3 separate regions of the Rattus norvegicus genome follow, and regions 1 and 3 are each linked to region 2. The links are chromatin contacts, called in public Hi-C maps. All regions are on one chromosome and are shown on one strand. Each heading gives the region's core, a stretch centred on a gene start, on an enhancer-like site or on the middle of the called end of the contact. The rest is flanking DNA. Distances are from core to core; before and after follow the strand shown.

Region 1 (3,041 bases), core at 234-2,733, 290 kb after region 2:
GCTCTACAGAGAAGTCCATTCCTTTTGCTCCCCTACCCTTAAGGCCACATATAACACGAGTGTATGCTTGTTTAGATTTATCCCACACCCAAACAGAACCTCTCCCTTGGGAGCAGCACAGGGGTCCACATGATTGGCCCAATGCCACGTTCTTGTGTAGCATTGCATCTCACGCTGACACAGGTACATGTGCTGTTCCCCCGAACGAAGGAGGGAGCCTTTTAAGAGATTCATTTGCCAGAATAAAAATGTAAGCACCCCTAGGAGGGAGCCTTTTAAGAGATTCATTTGCCAGAATAAAAATGTAAGCACCCCTTAGGTTTCTCTTACTAACCCCTTGCAACTGGTCCCAGACCAGAATTGCTTCCTCAGAAGGGAAGGTGCACCTCTCTGCTTTTCAACCTCCCCGTTTTTCTTTTCCCCTTCTTCTTGGGGGGCTGCACGCCTCCCCTGGTCATCAAGCATGAATCTTCTCAGCCAAGCCCATTTCCTGCTCTGAGGTTTGGGAGTGGGATAGGGAGACCGACTACGGAGGTCCCTGGAATAAAGTGATACAATTAGACCTCACATGCTTTTGCTGTCTCCAGCGCGCCGCCCCTCCCCCTTCCCCTTGGGACTGCCACTGTGGGCTCCTCCCCCACCCTGGCGGGACCAGATGGTCCCCCTGCCCTTTGTCCACTAGGCCAGATGGAGGGAAAGGGAGATTGGATTCCCCTCCCCACCCACACACATCCAGGTGCCAAAAGACTCAGCCGAGGGGGGAGGTGTAGGTCAGTGGGACCCACATGAGCCGATTACCGAGAGGGGGAGAGAATATCTGCTCTGAGATGGGGGAAGGGCGGGCCCAACTATCCCCCCCCCCACAAACACACACACACACCCCTATCCCTTTCCTAGTAAAAGGAGTTAATGGCACTCTGACCCTTAGAACCCTAGCTCCAAAAGGAATCTGGCAGTAGATTTGAAGGATCACGAGACAAGGTTGCTTAAGGGCCACACGTATCTCAGGCCCCTCCTCCAGTTGGTCGGGTAACCTCTGCTGGGAGGACCAGGGCAGGGTAGTGCGGACGCCGTAGGTGGCGGGTCTAGGTGGGCTGGACTCCAGAGTGAAGGATGGTGAAGAAGCAAGAGCCGGGGCAGGGCGGAGGGCGGTGGGACAGAAGCCCGGAGGCGCGGCCAGGACTGAGATGAAGGCTGCGGGGAGCTCCGCAGAAGCGCTGGGCGGGAAGGACAGGCCGGGCGAGAGCCACACAAGGAAGATCCGGGGCCCCTGGTGAGCCGCAGGGGAAGGGTCTACCGCTCCCTCCCGGAAGCGGCGGATGCTCCGGGCGCCGGACCGCGCGGGGCGGGGCGGGGCGGGGCGGGCGGCTGCGGCACTGGGGCTGCTGGGGCGGGCCCGCCGCGCTGTAATCGGATCCGGGGAGGGGGCGGGGCCGGGCCAGGCGGGCCGGGGGGTGGGGGTGGGGGGGCGCGGAGCCGGGCTCCGGGCCGGCCGGGCTCCGCGCCTGTCAAACCCCTCATTGTTCGCAGCTGATGTCACTCGCAGTTGTGAGCGGCCGCCTTTCCCGGGGACAATGTGGGACTGAGCGGCCCAGCCGCCGCGCCGCCGCTGCCGCCACCGCAGAACAGCCCCAGAGAGGTAAGGCGCGGGCCGGGCGGGGCACCGCGGGCCATTGAAGTTTGGGGGTTCGCTGGGGGGGGGAATCCATTCCTGTGTACAACCCGACCGCGGGCCTGGGGGTACTGCGAGGAACACGCTTTCTGCCCAATGCGGCTGAGGCCTGTACAGGTGGGGGGCGTTGGTTTTCCAGGGGAACACCCCACTTCAGGGAGGGGTTTCTTGGACCTTGGGTACCAGGTTTGAGGCTCTCACCCTGTTTGCCGTTTCTGTCCTTTGAGCTTGCTCTCAGTTCTGGACCTCATGCCCCAGGTTCGGGTTTTTACTTCGCCTCTGTTCTCATCTGCCATTCTCTGCAGCTCCTGGCTCATACACACCCCTTCCCATTCTCTGCAGTCCTTAGAGGAGCCAGACACAGACCTCCAGGCCAAGGTGGATGGAGATGATAGTTGGGAGCACAAAGTGTTCTCCCGTTTCCTGTGGCTCACCGTCTCTAGCTCTGACCTAGCTTCTTGGCTGGGGTACTGCAGAGGGAGGCGAAGGGGCTCTTACATACTTAAACCTGGCATGATGTATCCCTGACCAGGAGAGGGAGGTACCCACCTCCTCACTCTCCTAAACCAGGCCCGCCATCTTGAGACCTGTGGCACCCAGGGCCCCGCCCCACCCCGGCACCCAAGGGAATGGTCCTCAAGGGGGATGTACCTTGGTCCACTCACACCCCTTCTTTCAGAATGCGTGGCTTTGGGTCCCCACCAAGCCAAGGATGGTTACCTTCTTCCTGGACCAACAAGGCATGTGTCCCCAGGGTCCCTGTTTTCCCCATAAACACCAAGCTTAGGTCAGGAGTTGATCTCTGACTCTTAGTGTTCACTGGGGTCACCCTGGTGGCCTCGGGGCCAACACCTGGGAGGGTCTATTGTTTTTCCATTTGAGAATATTATCCTTCTTGGTCCTGGAACCCCCTCAACTTTCAAAGCACCCCTATCCCAGCCCCCACCCCATAGCCTTCATCAGCATGCAGGCTCAGACTGCCCAAACACAAGGGGATTGTTCTCTTTGCATGCTCAGGGTGGGGGGCTGGGAGCAGGCGGCCCACACACCCTGGCAGGCCCAGGCCGCAGAGAGGCTGGCTTGCCCCACCCTGTGTCCCCAGACAAGCTCTGTCCATCGGCCCACTCTCCTCCAGCCTCCATCACCAACGCTTAGGTCCTGAAGGGCTCTAAGCTGTACAGGTGGACCCACGGGTACTCCTGGCCTGCCTGATGCCTCCCATGCAGTCCTCTAAACAACTCCCTTCCTCCCTAGGCCTCAGGTCCCTCTCTTGATTGGTGAGGCTTTTCCAGTTGTGATTGGCTGAACCCACCTCTATGCTGTGAAACCTATCTCACACTCCCGAGTTCCTACCAGCCCCTCTTCCTGC
Region 2 (2,967 bases), core at 26-2,525:
ACACCCCTTTCTGGCTCCATGACAGCAAAACAAGTCCCAAGTTACACCACTCACAGAAAAAAAAAAACCAGCCCAGTGTTAGAGCAGGCAAAGGCCAGGTTCCGGTAATGATGCCCAATCATTTTCCCCAATGGGCAGAGTGGAAAACAGAAAGGTCTTGGGGTAAAGGTCAGGAAGCTACAAAAATAATAAAGGACTTCTCTGTAAAAAGGTATCTAAATGTAGGGACAGGAGGGTACTGAAGAGTGAACCCGGGGTTGTCCGTGTAACAAAAATGCACTCTCCCACTAAGCTACATCCAAGCCCTTAAAAAGGTCGAAAGACAACTGTATCTGTAAGCATGGAGGGAAGGGGGTGGAGCCTAGGGATTGGGGGGTCTAGCTTTTTTTTTTTTTTTTTTTTTTTTTTTGGTTCTTTTTTTCGGAGCTGGGGACCGAACCCAGGGCCTTGCACTTCCTAGGCAAGCGCTCTACCACTGAGCTAAATCCCCAACCCCGGGTCTAGCTTTTTTAAAGTGTGTAGTATATCTTTTCTCAAACAGCTCTTTTGCAAGATGAGGAGTGGGAAGCAACAAAGCCTAACTCTCGGGGAACTTGAACGTGTAGTTCTGTGGGAGAATTCATCCCTAGCATCATAAAGTCATCCAATTCTCCACAGTGCTGGAAGACTGATGCTCTTCTTTTCCTGACACCTCGGGCTTTCTGATTCTCTGTACAATTTAACAGGGAAAACTCCAGGTAACAGTTTATCCTGCTCCTAAATAATGTAGCACCTCCCAGACCTGCACATTTAACCTTGTAGTTCCCTGCTAGCATTCCCCAAAACTACTGTGGAAAGGAATACGCAAGGCACTGCCATGGGACACCTGCAAACATGTTCAGTTTTCATGGATGGGATTCCCCCAGGAACACATCTTAGCATCTAAAACATAATTCTCAGCCCTCAGTGAACACTGTATCTATTTCACAGTGGGGCAAAAGCCTAGAAGGTCCCCAATAGAATTCAGGACAAAAAGAAACAAAAACAAAAAACTGTTATAGGCCAAAATTACCAGATAAAATACAGGGCATTTGGTAAGATTTGAATTTCGGATAAGTAAATTTTTGTAACTATGACCAGTATATTTTGGATTATTTGTAACTAAAAATTACGTTGTGGGAAGTCTAAATTTAACTGGACGACTTGCATTTTTCAGTTGCCAAATTCCCAACTCTATTTAAAACACTACACCTTCACAGCTCCAGTGCATCCCCGGTTGTTAAATGAGGAACCCCGATGACCAGCCTCGATTTCCCCCGGATCCAAGTGGAACTGACATCATGTCCGGACTTGGCCAACCGCCAGTGACCGGAAGTGACGTAACCTGAGGCGGGTCCTAAAAATCTTCGTAAGGATAATGGCGCGCGGTGCAAGATGTCACGAAATTAAGGGGCTGCTGTACCCTGGATCTGTCTCTGTCCTAGCCAGGAACTTCCGAGGACCATTTATGTTCTTGAGACGCAACCTTTCCTTTCAGCAACTTCTAGCGTTGGAGACCGGAAGTACTCTCTGTGGGTGGGGACTAATCCGGAAGTGGCTGGTCTGAGGTCTCCCTAGAGACCGAGAGCGTGGTTTGGAACTTTCATACCTCACTGACCGCCTGAAAACCTGAAAAGAGTCGAGTGGAGGCCCCTGGTTTCTGTATTCCTGCAGTGGATTCTCGGTGATTTGTAGTGATCCTTCCCTCTCCATCCTGTTCAATCTATTCAATTGTTAATTTTAGGCATGGGACACTGGACTGAACCACGCGCGAGAGCTACAACACACCCTTTAAAGTGAGATTTAAAGTCATCCAGGACAATTCATTGATGTTTACCACTTTTCTTCATAAGCCACCACCTACAGCTAACTCAGCAAAAGATTTCTGTTCGGTGATCTTTGAACACACAAGAGCAAACTGCCTGTAAACAAAATGACCCTAAGCCTTCTTCCTCCCTACCCTTGCTCTCACCTTGTGTCCACTATGATGTAGTCATGCCTTCCCACATTCAAAAGTCAACTATTGGCTGGACTCCAAAACCACAAGAGTACATTTTTTTTTTTTTTTTTTTTTTTTTTTTACTGATAGAAAGGATTCTTTCAAACATGTTTCCTTTAAAAAGTTTTGGTTTTTTTTTTTTTTTTTTTACCTCGACTCCCATCACACACAGAGACACACACTTTGTAGCCGAGGCTGGCTTCAAGTTTATGATCCTACTGCCTCAGCCTCCAGAGTACTAAAGTTGCAGGTGTGTACTACTGTGTAATTGAGAAGCTTAACCACGACCCCACTACACCCCACCCCACACCCCATCTAAATTTTCTTTCTATGTGATGCTTCCTCCACTCCGCATCGTCTCTCTTCCTTTCTTGAAATCCCTTTCATTTTGCAACTAAGGACATTGTTGATCCCTGTCAGTCTTGGCAGCCCAGTGGAATCCTGTTTCAAAATCCTTTTTTCTTAAAAAAGAAAAAAAAAAAAAAGGAGAGGAAAAGGGAAATTCTGGCTTCTGTTTGTATAGAGGGGAAATAGAAATACAAATAAGAATTAGATCAACTTAAAACATGCAGTGGGTTTGTCTTGCGGTTAAGTGCATCTTGTGACTAGTTTAGGAATGGCAGTGGAGTATTTTTAGAAGATGGGTACAGGGAGCTGGAGAGATGTTTCAGTGGTCAAAAGCATTTGTTGCTCAGTTCCTAGCACCCAGGGTTTTACAAACTCTCTAGAACTCCATTCCCAGAGAAGCTGATACCGTCCTCTGACCCCGTCAGAAGCCAGGCGTACATGTGGCACACGTTTATACATATAAGGAAATCGTTTTTTCCTTAATGAAGACAGGGCTGGGAATGTAGCTCAGCTGATGGACTACTTGCTTAGTATGCACAAGGCCCTGGTCTGATCCCCAACATCACATACACCAGGCTTTATGGTACATGCCTATAGTCTAA
Region 3 (3,309 bases), core at 328-2,827, 270 kb after region 2:
TGAACTGTTAGGCAAAGAAACAGAGGGCAACTGAGGTGCTGGGAAGCACCAGCTACTGGATCCAGATCTCTCCCTGCCTCTGCCTGCTTCTGTCTGGCCCAGAGACCGAATTTACGGCCTCCTGCATATTAGACAAACATGTACCAAGCTACCACACAGCTATATTACCGCCATAACCTATCCAGTCTTTTAACTTTTTAATTTTATTTTTGATTGATTAGTTAATTAATTCATTTTTGGCTTTTTTGAGACAGGGTTTCTCAGCGTAACCAGCCCTGGCTGTCCTGAACTCGTTTTGTAGACCAGGCTGGCCTTGAACTCACAGAGACCCACATGCTTCTATCTCTCTAGTGCTGGGATTAAAAGTGTCCACCACGGGGTTGGGGATTTAGCTCAGTGGCAGAGCGCTTGCCTAGGAAGCGCAAGGCCCTGGGTTCAGTCCCCAGCTCCGAAAAAGAAGAACCAAAAAAAAAAAAAAAAAAAGTGTCCACCACCACTCCTGGCTTTTGAATCCTTAAAAATCACTATTTTTATGAGCCTATATGTGGGTGTTTAAGGCAGAGGACAACTCTCAGGAGTCTATCCTGTCCTTCCACACTTGGATACAGGGTTTGAATTCAGGCTTGAGCTACAATTAGAGACGGGGTATCATGCTACCTGGCTGCTCTGGAACTCACTACCTGAGTGCTGGGATATCCTGACAGTATAAGGTGAGGGTTTTTGTTTGTTTGTTTGTTTGTTTGTTTTGTTTTGTTTTTGTTTGTTTTTGAGATAAGGTCTACCTGAGTTATTCAGTTGTATCTCAGACTTAAATTCTCCAGCCTCCAAGTAGCTGCAATTACAGGCCTGTTTCACCACACCGGCTTCATCTCGCATTTAGTGCATGTAAAAAGAAACCGCAAAACTGCCACTCTGTGTACGCTTTTGAACCAGACTTGGACTACAGTTGCCCCTTTTCTGTCATCTTCGGCATCCCAAATCTAGTCTATTCTTTTTCCTAGTTCATTCTTCACCATTTTCAGGCAGCCAGCACCCTTGTGTGGCAATCTGCACTCAGCTCCCAGCTCTTCCTCCTCTCTTCTGCCCTCTACAGTTCATTACACACAGGAGCCAGGTGAGGTTTTTAAGAACACAAATTCTTCGCTCTGTAACATTCATCCTTCAAAGGCTCCCTTGGCTTTCGGGTCTTTAAGTCTGGCCCAGGAGCGAAGTCGGCACTGGAGGAAGTGAAGGAAGAGGACAGACACAGGGCTGGCCGCCGTCGTGGTCCAAGCGAGGACCACGCTCTTAACCTTAGAAACATAAGGATGCAGTTGGATGATGGAGAGTTATAATCCAGCCTTGTCTACAGAGCAAGAAAAATCCTGTCAAAAACAGGGGGGAGGAGTTAAGCAAAGAAAGAAATCCGTGAGACTGCAGAGGGCGGGGTCAGGCTCTAACCCCTCCCCTGTCTATGCTTCAGCTTTTTCCGGCCTTGGAACCTTTTTTCTCTGCCAGCCGTGAGGGAAGCTTTTCCGTTGGACCTTCCGGCGGCGTCGGCCCTATTTCCCGTGCTGCACAGCGGGCCTTTCTCTTTCTCTTCCGGTCCCAGGCGCTGCGGGAGCCGCGGCTTACCGTGAGTGTTGGCCTTACGGCATCCGATTCCATCCGTGATTGTACGGCGACTGTGGGTCACGGGCATGCGACACGGGTCGCAGGAAGGACAGGGCGGGCGGCTGCTCGACTATGGGGGCGTAGAGACTGCCGGGCGGGGGTGGTTGCCCGGTCGTCCTCAGGGAATGGATGAAGGAAAAAGCGGCCCCTGGGGCCGGCAAACTTAGTTTCAGGACCTCATTGCTTGCGTTTGAGAGGTAGGGTCCCGTTTTGTGAGTACGGCCGGGCTGGTGGATGTCGTAAATCGGAAAGCTTCTGCTGCAGCCTTTTTCTGGTTTCTTCACGTTGCACCAGTTCAGGGCGGCCGAGGTGTCCTGGTCAGGTCCCAGAACTGATCTCATGTCTTTCCTGCAGGTGCAGACATGGCCAAGTCCAAGAACCACACCACACACAACCAGTGTAAGTTCCTTGGTCTCTAGCTGGTGCCTGTACCCTAGCAAAGATTGCTTTAGGGTGACTAGATTAGAGCTGAAGGGAGGACAGGTCTCCCTTCAGGTGAGCCTGAAGCTGATGTATATTTAGGTACTTTTGAGATTACAAACTTGGGGGCCAGGAACCTGCTTGAGATGCCCACAGTGCTTTGCACCCCTTCCTTGAGTATTCTCAAAAGGACTGTGCCAACCGTGATGTTAGGTGGTCTTATTAGAACATAACTCATTTTATTGATCTGTAAATATTTGTCACCCTACAGCCCGCAAATGGCACAGAAATGGCATCAAGAAACCCCGGTCACAAAGATACGAATCTCTTAAAGGGGTGAGTAAATACAGCGGATCATAAAATATCCCATGGGGGCGGAGGTTGGGGAGGAGATGGGGTTTCTTTGTATAGCCCTGGCTGTCCTATGTAGACCAAGCTGGCCTCGAACTCAGAGAGATGTACTCAGGAGTGCTGGGATTAAAGGTGTTGCCCACCTCCTCTGGTGACTCTTAGAACTGCCCTTTGATGTAATGGCTTCCCAAGGAACCTTCTGTTCCTTGCTCTCCCCTGCCAGACTCAGAAAAGCTTTGACTTTCCCAGTCCCTGATGTAACTTGCTCCTAAGAAACTAAATGCATTATAAATGGTTGTGAGCCACCTTGTGGTTGCTGGTATTTGAACTCAGGACCTCTGGAAGAGCAGTCAGTGCTCTTAACCACTGAGCCATCTCTCCAGCCTTAATTCTGTACATTAGATCATACCCAGCATAAGACTGGGGATAACTGAGCCTGCACCTGGTCTGTTTGCTGCCTGTAACCTTGCTCTGATGTGAATCTGATGGACCAGGCTTGGTATCTGACACTCTTAACTGAGGTAGGGAGGGTGGCCCTAGGAGAGTCTCAGGAAACAGCTGGATATCTGGAAGTCACACTATATGACCTTTTCACGGTTAAGGTTAACTTAATGCTCTTTTTAAAATATCGACTTTGTCCGTAGAGGTTCGAGGAAAGGAGCTGGGGCTGTTATATGCTAATTCATGTATCTTTTCTGTTTTCCAGGTCGACCCCAAGTTTCTGAGGAACATGCGCTTTGCCAAGAAGCACAACAAGAAAGGCCTGAAGAAGATGCAGGCCAACAATGCCAAGGCAGTGAGTGCACGAGCAGAGGCCATCAAGGCCCTCGTGAAGCCTCAGGCTGTCAAGCCCAAGATGCCAAAGGGCTCCAGCCGCAAACTCAG

Evidence for each region. A called contact is a pair of places that touch in the nucleus more often than the background predicts.
Region 1: a Hi-C map of liver shows a contact between it and region 2, with 2.1 times the contacts expected there. The contact joins the promoter of Pcbp4 here to the promoter of Glyctk in region 2. A contact is called at or near these places in 2 of 12 Hi-C or Micro-C datasets (both in liver).
Region 3: a Hi-C map of the A7r5 cell line shows a contact between it and region 2, with 4 times the contacts expected there. The contact joins the promoter of Rpl29 here to the promoter of Glyctk in region 2. A contact is called at or near these places in 3 of 12 Hi-C or Micro-C datasets (the A7r5 cell line, kidney and mammary epithelial cells).

What each region holds. Positions count from the first base shown.
Region 1 is chr8:115,970,268-115,973,308 of GRCr8, forward strand. It overlaps Pcbp4 (poly(rC) binding protein 4), which reads left to right and starts at 1,484. Exons shown (of 13, transcript NM_001191883.1): 1 at 1,484-1,639. It overlaps Abhd14b (abhydrolase domain containing 14b), which reads left to right. Exons shown (of 4, transcript NM_001007664.1): 4 at 1-562.
Region 2 is chr8:115,679,816-115,682,782 of GRCr8, forward strand. Glyctk (glycerate kinase) reads right to left here and starts at 1,276. Exons shown (of 5, transcript NM_001109449.2): 1 at 1,231-1,276. It also overlaps a transcript of Rpl29 not described here.
Region 3 is chr8:115,946,066-115,949,374 of GRCr8, forward strand. Rpl29 (ribosomal protein L29) reads left to right here and starts at 1,578. Exons shown (of 4, transcript NM_017150.1): 1 at 1,578-1,615; 2 at 2,008-2,052; 3 at 2,345-2,409; 4 at 3,131-3,309. The coding sequence starts at 2,016.